2 separate regions of the Muntiacus reevesi genome follow, and region 2 is linked to region 1. A link is a contact called in public Hi-C data. All regions are on one chromosome and are shown on one strand. The core of a region is the stretch at or near the end of the contact, and the rest is flanking DNA. Distances in the headings are between cores, read along the strand shown.

Region 1 (7,926 bases), core at 1,842-4,341:
AACAATGAGCAGAGGATCAAAACAATCATCCCTGTGCAGGATATGTGAAAAGAAAAACAGCAAGACAGCTCATTTCTGATAAGTTACTACAGAAATCAGACTGGATACTCTCCATATTTGTTTCACAACACCATATCCTTGTTCATTAATAAAAACATCTAAGGTTAACAATTAATAAAGGTATATGGCAGGGGCCAAATTAATATCGAATGCATGGACAGAAAGACGGCAAAAGCAGGAAGTAGGCAAGTCCATGCATCACCTCCTTCTCTAACATAAAATAAACTAAGAAAAAAACTTTAAGCTCCCATAGTACTTTTTACATACCTCAACTTGAACTTTTTACACTGAATATAATTAACATTTGTCTCTTCAACACACAAGTTTCATTTTTGTATTCTTTTTTATCCTTTTTTTAAATGTTTTTTATTGAAGGATAATCGCTTTACAGAATTTTGTTTTCTGTCAAACCTCAATCATTTTTGTATTCTTAAATAATTTACGAGTCTGTAATCAAACAGCTCTTCTGTTCTTAGGCTCAGAACCGACAACTAACAAATCCTTGGTTAAAAAAATTACCTTGGGCTAAGGGTTTCTATCTTTATTCAAAGAACATTTTCTTTTTAAAAGTTAAATACCTATGTGATTTTTTTCCTGAAACAATCCTGGAGTGCTCCTGACCCAACTTGTGGTTGCATAAGTTTTTTCAGAGCACTAGCATGGATGAAGCTCCTCCTCCTTATCTAAACTACATTTCTGGTCCTCTTTCTATCCTGACATCTGGCAAAGACCATTTGGTCTTGATCTGTGAAAATAACGTTGCCTGTCTCCCCAACAAATGTCATTACATGTAAGTTTCATATATAATGAATACATTAAAAAATCACTACAGCATGGAAATTACAATCAGCAATAAGTATTCTCAATAAACTATTTTTATCAATTATCATGGAGAGAAGACACAATTATCATGAAATATGTCAAGACACAGTTCTACAAATAATCTGAAAGAGAATATTAATGTAATCACTAAAAATATACATCTGCATCACTTTGTTGTATCTTGAAATACATACCCTAAATGTAAAAAAAAAAAAAAAAAATTTTTTTAAGGGTAGTTCTACAAACACATCTTAAAATAGCAAATCCTCAGATGAATAAACTCAAGAAAGTTTAAGACAACTAAGAATAAGATTAGAGGGGACAAGAATCAGATATTTGCTATTTTCCTCCTTAACCTCTCCATTAGCTCCACCTCCCCATAAACCCCATGGTTTCCAATACAATAAAATAAAAATGCTGGTAAGTTTCAGTTTCTCTCTAGTCCACAACTGTCAGCACTAAGAGTTATAAAATGCCCAAAATGTGAACATAAGAAATAGAGAAGTTAAGGAGGTAAAGCTTCTGCCAAAGATACATGAATTCCAAACCTCTGAATTAATAGTTGGTGACACCAGGGGTTTTTTTCCCCCTAACTTAAAAACGCAGCAATGTATAAGAATAAATCAAGAAAAGTTAAAAAAAAAAAAAAAAAGAATCACAAATAAAAACATTAGGACTCGGTGTATCGACACTTCATAATCTTCAATGTGGCAATGCAATACGATATAAGCAACAGTATTCCTCAAACTTTTTACGGCTAATACTTTTTTCTCCCTCTAACACTATAAAACAACTTCACATAACAAAGTTTACTAACAAAAACAAAGGCTAATGAAACCTGGACTTGTGATGTAGTATTTCAAATCTGACTTTACACTTAGATTCCACTAGTTTGGCCCCCATCCCAAACAAGTTACTGTTAGAAAAAAAAGCAATATACCCAATCAAGCAATTTGAAGAAACAACGGGCAATTTGACAGACCGGGTTTACCGAGGAACCACCTATGGTAAGTATATTGACACAATGACAACTAAGCGGTTCTGACGGTTCAGAAAAGTTACTCATCTCACAGACCCAGTAATGACGCTAAAGGGAACTTTAGTGACACACCCAAGGCAGACCGCCACGTTAAGGATACAACTCTTCCGAGGTGGAGAGGGCTCTCGCCAGCTCTGACTGCTGCCGAATCCGGATCCCGCTCCTCCTCCCAGAGGTCTGCCCCCCGGTTTGCCTCCTCGCTCACCCCCTCCTCGGCCCCGACTCCAGCGACTCCCACCCCGGTAAGGCCTGCCTCGAAAACGGAAACGGTCCAAGGCGATGTGGCTCCGTTCCCAAAACGACGGCCGGGGGCTGCTTTCGGACAGAGAGCTGGAAGGCATCCTCACGGAGGGCGGGTGAGACCGGAACGGCTCTTTGGGTCGGTAGCTGCTATGTCCCCTGAGGTGGCCCCGCTCTGACGCGTGCCGCGAGCGTGAGAAATTCCTCAGCTGCAGCTGAGAAGAGGACGACGACGAGGAGGAGCCACCGCCTCCGCCGGATCCACCGCCCCGGGCCGGGTGAGGAGGCCTTCGCCGCGGGTACGGTAACAGCCCGCCGCCACTGCTACTGCTGCTGCTCCGGCTCCGTATCTGACTGTTATTATCGTCGTCGCTGATCTCCCCATCTTCAAGCTCCCCTTCTTCCTTAGGCGAGAGGCCACTGGAAGCCAGGGCCGGAGTATCTGCGGTCGCCATCCCGGGAACAGCGCTTTCCACACAACCTCAGCCCTCTATCCGGGGATCCGCCCGACTACTGCCTTCCTCTTCGGCTTCCTTCTTTCCTAACGGACCCGGTCGGTGCGGCCTTATCCTGTTTGGAGACCTAGCGGGCTCTGCTCCCCAACTTCCCCGCACCCCAGCTCTTTCTCGCCGGACCGTCGCAACCCTCTTCCCTACCCTAGCGCCCCCTTGCTCCTCCGCGATCGGGGCTCTTCCGCCTCGCGAGAAAGTGGCTCTGGAAGTGGCTCTGTTCGGCCGTCACTTCCTGCTGCACGCCGGAAACAAGGTTTCCAGTTCACGCGATAATAATTAGGAGAGCGCGATGCTCCCTGGGAGTTGTAGTCTTTTTTATTGCCGCTCGCTTTGAGGTTTTCCTTCCAGTCTGAGGCGCGTACCTATTCCTGACTGGTCTTTGGGGGTTTGGGGTGCGTGGCGGGGTAGGCGGGCCTGTTTTTAATCCTGGCCTCAAGAGAGTTTCACAGTAATAGGGGGGATAGGAGGGCACACCTCGTCTAATTGCTCGGTGACCCGCAGCTAAAGAGACGCTGTAGTCCCACTCCCTTTCCGGAGCCGGGGAGAGGGCAGGTTGCGTCCGCCATGTTGGTGAAGGCAAACGAAGGCGACTGGAGCTCCAGGACCGTCGGCTTTGCTGGCTCAAGTCCGCCATATTAATAAAGAGAAAGGGCAGGTTGACCCCTCCCGCCCCCCACCCGCCACACACACACACACACACGCACACACATACACCCCTTCTTCCCAGCCATCTCTGGCAACTCAGCTCAGTGGGCCCTTCCCCAGCCTCTTTTGCCTAGGGTCCACCCGAAGGAAGCGTAGCATCCCGCGCTTCAAATCAGGCTTAACACAGCGCCGAATGAGGTGGAAAGGGAAATGCCGACCAATTGCGCCGCGGCGGGCTGTGCTACTACCTACAACAAGCACATTAACATCAGCTTCCACAGGTAACCTGGGCAGGGAGTGGGGCTGACGGGAACGGGAGTTCCTAGACTGGGTATCACTTGTGTGAAAAGAACAAGAGGATTCTAAGTTAGATAGTTGGTAGCAGGGACGCGTCGCTTTTGCCTTTTGTGTTTCTCACATCTGTCCAGTTTTTCTCTCCTTTCGGGGAAGGTTTACTCAAGTTCTGTACAGTGATTAGTCCTTCTCTAGAAAGTGACAGGAGGATACCTTAATTTTCTGCTCTTTTATTTCCTGTGTATTCGACCAGGTCTTGATGTTAATGACGCCATAAGAGGAAGCGAGATCTTCCTTTTCAAGTCAGCAATCACCTAAAAAGCCGACTACGTTCCTGTTATAATTAGTCAGTTCTCACTAGCTATATTGACATGAGAAGCGTTTAAGATTTCTGATAGTCACATACAGTAACTGCGGAGGAATTGTCATTAATAGCAGTAGAATTAAGCTATGTGAATGATAATGGAAAAGATAAGCTTTATATTATTACTAGAACAGAGTAGTATACAAAGAACCCAGGTTACATTCTTCGTTCATTTGCTGAAGCGCAGTCAAAATTCTTTAGTTCTGTCAAACCAGAACTCTGGAAAGCACGTTGAATACTGCATGAAATAATGACTCGGTAAACATTTGCCTTCTCTGCAAGTGCCTGCCATATGCTTGAAGAAAAGAAATATTCAAAAACAAAAGAAGCATTCAAGAAGTTAAGTGCAAACAGTTCTGCATTTACATACTTTGCAACTTAATAAGATCTTAGAATTGAGAAAATGATATCCTTGACCTTTCTCCCCACCTCATTATGACTAAATGTACCCCCTATTAAAAGTTGCCACTTAGAATCCTTGTGGTGTTTATGTTTTTCATGTATGTCATGCAAATGTAGTGCTTTATTCATTGATCCATCTAATGTATTAAAAAGCAGAGATATTACTTTGCCAACAAAAGTACCTATAGTCAAAGCTATGGTTTTTCCAGTAGTCATATATGGATGTGAGAGTTGGACTATAAAGAAAGCTGAGCGCTGAAGAATTGATGCTTTTGAACTGTTGGCGCATCAGTGCATTGAAGAAGACTCTTGAGAGTTCCTTGGACTGCAAGATCAAACCAGTGAATCCTAAAGGAAATCAGTCCTGAATATTCATTGGAAGGACTAATGTTGAAGCTGAAGCGCCAATACTTTGGTCACCTGATGCAAAGCACAGATTCACTAAAAAAGACCCTGATGCTGGGAAAGACTGAAGGCAGGAAGAGAAGGGGAGGACAGAGAATGAGATGGTTGGACGGCATCATCAACCCCATGGACATGAGTTTGAGCAAGCTTGGGAAGTTGGTGATGGACAGGGAAGCCCAGCATGCTGCAGTCCATGGTAGCACCATGGGGTTGCAAAAAGTCGGACACAGCTGAATGACTGAACTGAACTGAATGTGTCCCAAGCTCTTAGCACCTGACATGGTGCTAAGGATCCAGAAAATTCTTAACCTTCCTGGACTTGGAACGAGAAAGACCAACATAAATAATTATGGTTAAATGCCACAGAAGAGACTTTCAAGGAGTCCTAACTTAGCATTGGAAAGTCAAATAACACTTCTCAAAGGATGTGAAATTTCAAATGAGACCAAAAGATGACATAAATCTGGTCCTGTACAATACTTTTAAGGGTTTTCTATTTTATCCAGTGAGTTCTTGAGTAGCTATGGAAGGCTTACAAAGAATGAAGTGATTAGATTTCCATACTAAAAAGTCCTCAGGCTGCAGTGTGGAGAATTAGAGTGTTACCTAAAGTGCTGGTTAAGCATCATCATGAGATGAACTTGACAAGAAAGGAGCTTATTACAGAATGTTAGCATACCTACTATTTCACAGGGAAATCCTGATGCAGCTCAGTGGAACTAAACAATGTACTTCTGATGCTGACATGATCAGCACTAAATTGATAGAGAAAAAAGTTAGGATCCTGTAATAAAATAAGGGAGACTCCACCCAGTGGCCTAGAGTAGAGTGGAACTGAGAGTAGGGATGGGAAGAAGTGGACAGTTTTGAGAAATGTTTGAGGAGAAACTACTGTATATGGTAATTTGATTTGGAAGATGAGGAAGAGGGTGGAGTCAAGGCACCAACAATGAATGTTTAGGAGATGTCTGGTGGTATGCTAACATATGTACCTCCTTTCCATGTTTGATCGTTTGCTTGCTATGAAATTAACATATTCATGTGTAACCTTAGAAGTTTAGGCCTTATGGTAGCATTATTCATAATAAAATTAATTCCTATTTCATAATTAACATTTCATTCACTCCTTTCCTAGGACATTGGTAGACTTCTTTATCCTCATATACAACTTACATTGCCTAAACTTACTGTCCTCATTTTTCTTCTCTCTTCCTTAGCCCATTCCAGACTGTCTCCCCAGTAATCTTTTGAAACTGTTCTTGCTAACATGAATTGTCACTCCTACATCTTTTTTCATGGCATGTGATCATTTCCTCCCTGAAATACTCTCTACTTTGAATTATTTGACACTAATTTTGTGATTTTCATCTTACTTCTCTGGCCTAACTGCAGTCTCCTCCACTACTCTACCACCTAGCCCATTCTCATCAAAAGGATGAGAAAAAAAAAAAACTGTTCCTGATGCCTCCTAAGTCAGTATTTCTAGTCCAAATCTTCAGTGGGTTGTAGACCTTTAGATGAAGTGTCTCAATTATTTCCCCATCTCTTCAGTTCCTCACATTCAGCATACTAAAACTGTACCCTTGAACTTGTCGTTCCCTCAAAACTACATTTCCCATATTCCCTTTCTCATAAAAGGAAACACCAGCCACCCAGAAGCTGGGAGGTTATCCTCCCTTGACTTCTCACCATTCCCTCTCGATTGAAGTATTAAAACAACTTCTTAACTGGTTCACTGCTTCCATTCATGTCCTTCTAGCTGCTCTTTTATAGTAAATGCTGTGTTGCTAAATGTTTAACAACAGGATCTCCGGGGATGGGTGAAAGCCCTGATTTGTAGTGTTTGTCCAATTTGCAGGATATAAATACTCCCAACCATAACTGGTTTTAAGCTACCAACATGACATCACTGATCATGGAGTTGGGAAGAAATGTACAATACTATTCTATTCTGTATCATTTATTTCATACAGGTTTCATACATGTAAGTAACCTTAAGAGTGTAGATAATAGTAAAATAACTAGGTGGTGGGTTTTTAATACATATTACCTTTGTTTTTAATCTACTTAAATGCAGACTTACATAATTTTTAATCATGGCTGTGTTTAACAACCACTTAAAACATTTTCTGTTAACAGTCACCTCTAAATTGGGCTCTTGATGACTTACCAATGCCATTTTGGATAAAGTTCAAAATCACTATCTTAGCAGGCCCTCCATCATCGTTTAATGTCATAACACTTCCCTATTCCCAAGATACTCTAACATTCTTCACTACTACCATTTCCCTAGCTAATTCCCATACTCTCTTAAGGCCTCTTGATGAGATTAGCTCTTCCTATTATGGTTCTGTGCAATCCTGTACTTACCCTTTTATAAGTTCATATAATTACACTCGTAATTACATTTGTAATATTGAGTTGGCCCAAAAAGTTCATTCAGATTTTTCCATACTGGAAAAGCCCAAACGAACTTTTTGGGCCAACCCAATAATAAAAACAGTATTTAATATTTACCATGTACTATGCACTGGGTTGGGCTTCCCTGGTGGCCCAGATGGTAGAGACTGCCTGCAGTGCAAGAGGCTTGGGTTCGATCCCTTGGTTGGGAAGACTCCCTGAAGAAGGGAATGGCAACCCACTCCAGTATTCTTGCCTGGAGAATTCCCTGGACAGAGGAGCCTGGAAAGGTGTAGTCCATGAGGTTGCAGAGTCGGGCAGGACTGAGTGTCTAACACACAAACACACACACATGCACTGAGCTAAGCATTTGCTCACATTGTCTCATTTAATTCCTAGAACCACACTAGGTACCATTATTACTCAACTTTATGGGTGATAAAACCGAGGCCAAAAAAGGTTAAACAGCATCCTTAAAGTCACCCAGCTACTATGTGAAGGATCCAGAATTGACACCTGGTTCGATTCCAGAAAAACTGTTCTCAGCCACTCTTTTCTGCTCCATCAAACTGTTTGATTCTCTACCTTCCTCATTACAGTATACCCTCAAAAAAGAAGGATATCATAAAGGTAGGTCAGTTTTATTTACCACCATGTCTCCAGTGCCTAGGACAGTGCTTGGAATGTTAGAGACATTCAGTTATTAAGACCCAAGCAAAGTAGCACTGTTTAAAATACTGAGT
Region 2 (7,926 bases), core at 3,049-5,548, 150 kb after region 1:
TCATTCCGTACTCCAAGGCCAAATTTGCCTGTTACTCCAGGTATTTCTTGACTTTCTACTTCTGCATTCCAGTCCCATATAATGAAAAGGACATCTTTTTGGGGTGTTAGAATGTAAAGTATAGCTATGCCATTTCTAAATGGCAAATTAGCTATTAACTTGTTAAACTTTTATTTAATATCTTCTATGGGTCAGGTATTTGTGTCAGATGCAGTGGTAACACATATAAAAAGCATTGTCCCTGCTTTACAGTAATTCATAGCCTAGTAAGGAAAGGAAGGCAGTACATTAAACCACAAAGTATTTTCCAGCATGATACCATGAAAGTGCAGAAATGGAACCTCTTTCGTTGATCTCTGCTTGCATGCTTAGCAGTCACTCATTTTTTTCTGGAATAGTTCATGGACTTTTCTCTGAGAATTACTCTTCTGCTATTTACATGTACTTTGACTGGAGCTGTGGGTATGTGACTCAAATCTGGCCAATCAGAACATTATATATTTTGGGTTACTGCGACCGGCTCAAGGATAATTCCATGATCCAAACCAAGTCAGTCTGCTACAGTGAGAAGCAATCTTGGGACACAGCATGGGGCATTCTAGGAACAACAGTTATTTGGCTGTGGTTGGAGAGCTGGGTCTGAGTTGGGAAGGTAAAGCTAAAATGGTAGGCAACAACAACTTATGAAGGTGCTTCTAGCTATGCTGGAGAATTTGGACTTTTTCCTGAAGAGACAGGGAGCCATTAAGAGATTTTAAGCAGGGAGGTCACATGATCATGTTTATGCTTAGAAAGATTAATCTGGTAGGAATACAAATGATGAGATGGGGTAAGATAAAGACAAAAGCAAGAGAATGAATGAAGATGCCAGAATAGTTGTTCAAATCAGCGGTAATGAGAGACCTGAACTGCAGGAGTGGTAGTGGGGATAGGAAGGAGAGACATGATGGTGTTGTTTCCCAGAAGACACACCAAAAAGGCATACCATGATAGAAGTACTTTCCTGGAGAAACTGGATTCTGACTGCCTCTCTAGTTCAGTAAATGGTAGTCATTTTCAAAGAAGAAAAGCAAAATTTAAGTTTCATTTAAGATCATGTTTCTCAAAGTTTACTATATACACAAATCACCTGGGGATGTGTTAAAATGCTGATTTTTTTTTTTTTTTTTTTTTGGTAGGTCTGTGGTGGGACATAGGAGTCTGCATTTCTAACAAGCTCTCAGGAGATAATGGTATTGCTTGCCTGCAGACTACATTTTGAGTAGTAAAGATTTAGGATTTTTTAAGGTGTGAGTGGGCCATTCAACTTAAAAGTTCCAGTTGGCAGTATATCCAGGCTCTAGATTTTAGAAAAGGGAGAGAGACTGGGGCTTGAGATATTTGGGAACCATCAACATTTAGGTGGTTATATCAGAACATCAAGATAATAATACAGAATTATTTTTGGAAAAAAGGAAGGAAGTCCAAGGATAATCCAAGGATGCTCAAGGTAACACCATAATTTAAGGGGCAGTCGGAGGATGAGGCTTAAGAACATGAAGTAGCAGATGAACCAAATTTTGCCAAATTTTCAATGACAAGCCTTTAATTCCCAAGTTTGTCATATAAATATCAATAATAGCTACCATTTATTGAGGATTGGATTCTGAGTACTGTACTAAGGGCTTCAATTTTCTCCAAAACACTGGGCATAAGAGATGTCATTAAAATTTTCCTCTAATGACACCCCTTTGTCTGGAGCCATTATGGAAGGTCCCACCCGTGACGAAGTCATGAAGAAAATAGCGGGCAGGCAAGGCCGTCTGGGATCCCATCCATGATGAGGTCATGAGAAAAATACCTGACAGGCAAGGCCGTCTAGGATAAGGGACCCTCCAGGTTGGCCTCGCCCTCTACCCTACCCTATATCCTCCCCCCTTTTCTGCTGTTGTTCTTGTTTGCCCTGCTGCGGATTCTTGTGTTGCCTGCCGAGAGCTCTCCTGCTCCTCTTTCACTAAATGAGGACCAACTTAAAACCCTAATTAATAAATCTCCTGGACGCTGGTACCCTATGAAGGGGCCAGGGATGAAGGAAATGCTTCAATTCAAACCCTTTTGCTGGCATTCTGGCTTGTTTGATAAATGTGTGCTCTCATTGCACAAAATGCTCATAATTGTTCTAAACGTCCTAAGCACAGTATGCTAACAAAAGAAACTATTAAGCATAGGCCCCTTCGCGGGGTGAGAAAAGCTCCACAAATATTATAGCCACAAATGTGCCTAATAGAAAATAGTTTAGATAGAGATTAGCTGGTGACTTCTTGCAGGTAATTAACTTTTAGACTAAGAGCCTGTTTTGTGCCATATCTGCTGTTTTTGCAATCCTTTGCATTTCTGTTCTGTAAAACTGTAATCCTATCTAGTTCCCATGGAGATGACACCTAATAGAAAGAAAATAGATTAACTACAAAAAAGACAGAGTCGGTTACTGAAGTTGCTTAAAGTTGCACCAGGTGCAAGCCATAAATTGTCAACAGGCCTGAAAGCCAAAAGATATTACACATTGAGATTAACCATTAAAAAGGCCCTAATAGGCACAGAGTCCTTTGGGGGGTAAGGAATCCCTATTAGAAAATACAAAAAATATTGTTTTAAAAGTGGTTATTAGATCAACTTAGAAGATAATGTACAAAAAATCTATGGGAAAAGACTCTCATAAACAAAAAATATACAGAGCACACCTGGTTTCGTGAAGGACAAGCTGATATAGTGTTAAACTAAGTCTGTATGCTTATCTGCCCCTTAGAAATGTACCAACTTAGGGTATAAAGGCGATGGTGAAAAATAAAGCAACTGCCAGACTCTGCCGCATATCCTGGTCTGCTCTCTCTCTCTCTCTCTTTCCCTAGCAGACTTGGCCCCATCAAGGCCGGTCCTACGTGTCCCTCTCTCGCCGACGCCGTTCATCCTGAGGGTTCCCCTGGATCCTGTTGGGGCTGGACCCCGGCACCCCATTACTCCAAGCTGATGGAAAACTTAATCTGTGTCTTGATTAGGGCTCAACACATCACACCTAGGATTGCACGAAGGTTCCAGGAGTCACACAGTCCAGTACTCTTGGAGAAGGCCCTCAAGTCTTCACTCAGTGTTGGTTACTGCTAATATGATCCTTTCCCCAGCTTGTTCATCCTTTGCGGGTGAACTGTTTTGCCAACTGAATACCAAAACTTGGGCATGGGATCTTAGCGATGGGTGGTATCTCTGATGCAGTCCTACTAAGTCCATTCCCAACTAAGGTCTTGCGACCTCCTTCACCCATTAGGTTTTCAATATTTCCAGAAGTAGCAACCCCCTTCCTCTGTTATCCCCATTGATTACCACTCACTCAACCAACCTCAAAAGCCTCTAACCTCTCTCCACTGTGGAAGAGAGAAGCACCTCAATGTGCACAGGTGTTTTGGGTACAAAGGAAACTTTTATTCAGTACAGGGGCAAGCGAAGTCCCATATTGTGTGCCGAGCGATAAAGGGTAGGATCCTATCATTCTGACATTTTTCTACAACACTGAGAACAAAACAAATTATTATCTTAATATCTCAGCAAATCATCTCACCACATATGCACTGTCCCATGAGATCTTTACAACCACTCCATAGCCAATTCTCATTTTTCCATCCTGAAGCTTGGATGAGTTTAAAAACTTATTTCCAGTCAACTGTGTAGGAGTTATGAGATACTGTGCGCTGGACTCTGGAGCAACGATGGCGTGGTGTTATCGCAGTTCCTATCAAAATACCTTGTTATTGGTCATATGTCAGTGGCAGTCACCAGACTCAACGTCAGAAACTTTACACGAAGGCTAAAACTCTCTGTGTGTGCGCTTCGGAGAGAGGGCTGGATTCCGTTAAACTTCACTATAGCCCTATCTCAATTTTACAAATGAGACTTTGAAGCCGAAAGTGGAAGTGGCTTGCCTATGGCCACAAAGCCAAGATCAGGTTTGTTGGGTCCCAGTATGGTGTTCTTTCCATCATACCAAGCTGAAGAGGCCTGCGAACAGCTCACAGCCTCGCTCCCAGACAAACTCCAAAATATGACCACTTCAACTTCCGTACTCGCCAAGGAAAATTAAACTGGTACTTGTACCTGAGGCTCCACGCTAGTAGCCTCCGATTCCTACTCAGCTCGCATGCGTCAGGCTGCTCCTCCCGCCCCGGCCCCTTCACCCCTCCGCCTTCCCGCCTCTCCCCGCCCCTTTCCCGCCCGGATGTCAGCCTAGTTTTGCCGGATGTTGTTGTGAGTCTGGGAGACACGTGAGGCGCTGCTACGTCATCACAGGCACGCGCAGGAAACATGGCGGCGGCGGGTGTTGTGAGCGGGAAGGTAGGTAACGGCCCCGGGAGGACACTCCTGTTTTCCTCCGGGTAGGGCTGCTTTTGCTGCTTGGAGGCCGGCTTGGGAGGGATGCGAGGGCCTTTCTGTATCCGGAACAACGTGTAGAGGATGTAGGAAAAGATGCCTGGTTGTCAGCTGTTTTCTCGAGAATGCCGGCTCAGCCCGGGAATTGAGGACCCGGCTCCTACTCCAAGACTAGCTAGGCCTTGGTGCTGTTTGGCCCGCTCTTCCCCAGGGCGAGGGGCTTTTATCGGTATTGCCTTTTCTGAGAGACAGGTGGTTCCCCTATTCCGTGTTTTTTTTTTTTTTTTTTTTTTCTGGCTCGATTTTCTCTGACTGTCGTTCTTTCTGTCACTCTAAGAACTCCAGGAATTTTTCTGTCTTCCTTTGAGGCGTCACTCAGATTCGCCTCTGCCTTCCTCTACTTCACTCTGGTAAGGCATCTTTGTCCTATTAGGGAGGAGCTAAAAACAGGTGCTTTACAGCTGTGCACTTAGAGGAGCGCATTGGATCCATTTTACCAGATTGCCGAGTTGATTGGTGATGGTGAGCAGTAGGGATGTTTCCTCTCAGGGAGCTGGAGATTTACAACATCCCACGCTTGTCTAGGAAGGCCTTAGTTACGGTATTTATTTCTGAGGCAAAGCTGTGATGTTCCCGTGGGAGACTCTCGTGTCGTTTTACGAGAGTTGGTCATTGACCGCCTCGTTTTTCGTTAGGAATTAGGATTAGGTGCGGAGGATATTTCATCGCCTAGTGCTTATTCATGTTCCAAGGGAACGTCTTAATGCCTGTTAGTACTACCGTGGCATACATACTACTGGCAACCTTTCCAGTTGGAGGAGTATTTCGTAAACAGTTGGGTGCGGTAATGACTCATCTCATACCAAGGACTGTTTACTTTCCGCGGATAGCTTCCTCCGTTCCTTGATTTCACTCATTTTCTTTACGCCGCCCTCTGCATCCCATTTTGAATTGTGTGACAGCGTTTGTGCTTTAGTGTAGGAACTACTAGCCAGAATAACACAGTACTTTTACTCTGAATTGTGACCTTGCAAAATTGAGCAAGCGTGACTTCTCTGTCCTTCAAGGTCTTTATCTCCAGAATGGATGTGGTGCTAGTCATTATTTCTGGTATTGGAGTTAAGATTGTATGAAGTGATATAAGCATTAAGAAACTACGTCCTTCTGCATACTGAATATTTTAAATGATGGTCATCGTTTTCGAATTTTCTCGGTCTTTGGTTGTCTTGTCTGTTTTAGTCTTTAGGATGGGTGCTGATCTTCTCTTTGACTCATTACATATAGTAAGATTTTCTATCTGGACTGATCCAATCTAGGACTTTCTAAGGGATCCTTTCTATTTGAACTACACTTCGCTCTTTCGGGTGTGGATTGATTTTGATAGAACCTTTGAGATGATGAAGCGGAGTTGTGAAATAGGACTTTTTTCAACCTTTCCTTCCAGGCACTCACTACCTTTCATAACCTGACTGCGTCTTTTATTTAACTCTGCTTCTCCACCGCATTTATTCTCACAGGTTGCAAACTTACACCCATTCTCATCGCTGCACCTAAATTATTTTTTCATGCCAAAGGCTACCCCTCTTTCAAATAATTCTGTTGTGACCAGTGAAACCTGCTTACTCCTTCCTCAGCAAGTTCAGATCTAGTTAATGGCATCATCATCTACTTGGTTGCATGTAAAACAAACTTGGAGATGTCCATTTCTGTAACAGCATTTAATCAATAAGATAGTAGGACTGATCAGATCCTACTAGTTGTACCTTAAAGAGATTTCTTAAATTTGCTGCATCCTCTTCGTTCTCAGCGCTTAGCTCATTCAGACATTTAGTCTTGCGTTCTCTGCAGACTTTTCTTCGTTTCTACAGTCTCTTTGCCCAGAGTCTCATCTCTACACAACCACTAGAGTTATTTTCTAGTGCACAAGTCTGATTGTCTCTTGTTTAAAAAAAAAACAAACAGAAAAGTCTTCCTTTTGTTACTGTCACCATTAAAGTAATACTCAAGGCTGGTTAACATGGCATTAAAAACGTGTGTTGACTTTCTGGCTTTATCTTATGCTTTTCTACTTCTCAGTCTTGTTTCTTTGGGAAAAGGGGGATAGGAAAGAAAACACACACGTATATTTGTGAAAGAGTGTGTATATGTGTATATGTATGTCCCCACCCCCACCCCAAAGGTTCAGCTAAGAACTGTCTAATTAGAAACCTAGAGCACTGAATGTTAACCAAGACTTTTAGGAATCACGTGTGGTACTTTTAAAACTATGGATGCTGGGTCACAGCCCAGTTCTGTTGATTAGAACTTCCTGGTGTTGAGATCTAGGATGTAGAGTAACTTTCCTACTGAGTCTACTTGCTTGAAACTTTGATTCTACGAATTCATGTGGTGAGGAAGTTAATCTCTGTCATATGGAGAAGCAGTGTAAGATAACAGCTAAGAGCATGGACTCTGGAGCCCCAAGCCAGTTTCAAAAACTTAACTTCACACTAGTGACGTCAGTCAAATTACTTAATGTCTCTTTGTTTCAGTTTCCTTATCTGTAATACAGTAATGATAATAGTATCTACTTCATGGGATTTTTAGGATTGATAAGGAAATGTATGAGAACAAAGCCTGGCATGTAGGGTGTAGATCCTGTGTAGGTGTTATTCATCATGTAGTGTGTAGATCCTGTGTAGGTGTTACTGATTTCCCTGCATGTCAGTGGTTAAGTATGGTAGAATTTTAAAGGTTTAGAATATGGTTTTTGGTATGAGGGTGAAATTCATTTTTGAATTTCAGTTCAGTTGTTCAGTTTTGTCCGACTCTTTGTGACCCCATGGACTGCAGGCACGCCTGGCTTCCCTGTCCATCACCAACTCTTGGGGCTTGCTCAAACTCATGTCCATCAAGTTAATCATGCCATCCAACCATCTCATCCTCTGTTGTCCCCTTCTCCTCCTGCCTTCAGTCTTGCCCAGCATCAGGGTCTTTTCCAGTAAGTCAGTTCTTCACATCAGGTGGCCACAGTATTGGAGTTTCAGCTTCAGCATCAGTCCTTCAAATGAATATTCAGGACTGATTTCCTTTAGGATTGACTGGTTGGATCTCCTTGAAGTCCAAGGGAATCTCAAGAGTCTTCCAGCACCACAGTTCAAAAGCATCAATTCTTCAGTGCTCAGCTTTCTTTATGGTCCAACTCTCACATCCGTACATGACTACTGGAAAAACCATGGCTTTGACTAGACAGACATTTGCAAAGTAATGTCTCTGCCTTTTAATATGCTGTCTAGGTTGGTCATAACTTTTCTTCCAAGGGGCAAGAGTCTTAATTTCATGGCTGCAGTCACCATCTGCAGTGATTTTGGAGCCCAAGAAAGTAAAATCTGTTACTGTTTCCCCATCTATTTGCCATGAAGTGATGGCACGGGATGCCATGATCTGTTTTTTGAATGTTGAGTTTTAAGTTCTAATTCTCAGTGTTTTTTTAGAATTTGAAAAACACCTTGTTTTAGAAGTCATGGGAATTCTCTGGGGGTCGAATGG

Evidence for each region. Hi-C and Micro-C count contacts between places; a contact is called where the count stands out from the background.
Region 2: a contact with region 1 is called in a Hi-C map of blood, with 3 times the contacts expected there. The contact joins the promoter of TBC1D15 here to the promoter of THAP2 in region 1. A contact is called at or near these places in 2 of 3 Hi-C or Micro-C datasets (blood and muscle).

The regions. Positions count from the first base shown.
Region 1 is chr4:119,548,123-119,556,048 of mMunRee1.1, forward strand. THAP2 (THAP domain containing 2) reads left to right here and starts at 3,092. Exons shown (of 3, transcript XM_065934086.1): 1 at 3,092-3,599. The coding sequence starts at 3,529. ZFC3H1 (zinc finger C3H1-type containing) reads right to left here and starts at 2,806. Exons shown (of 34, transcript XM_065934082.1): 1 at 2,022-2,806. The coding sequence starts at 2,616.
Region 2 is chr4:119,698,928-119,706,853 of mMunRee1.1, forward strand. It overlaps TBC1D15 (TBC1 domain family member 15), which reads left to right and starts at 4,299. Exons shown (of 18, transcript XM_065934090.1): 1 at 4,299-4,362. The coding sequence starts at 4,333.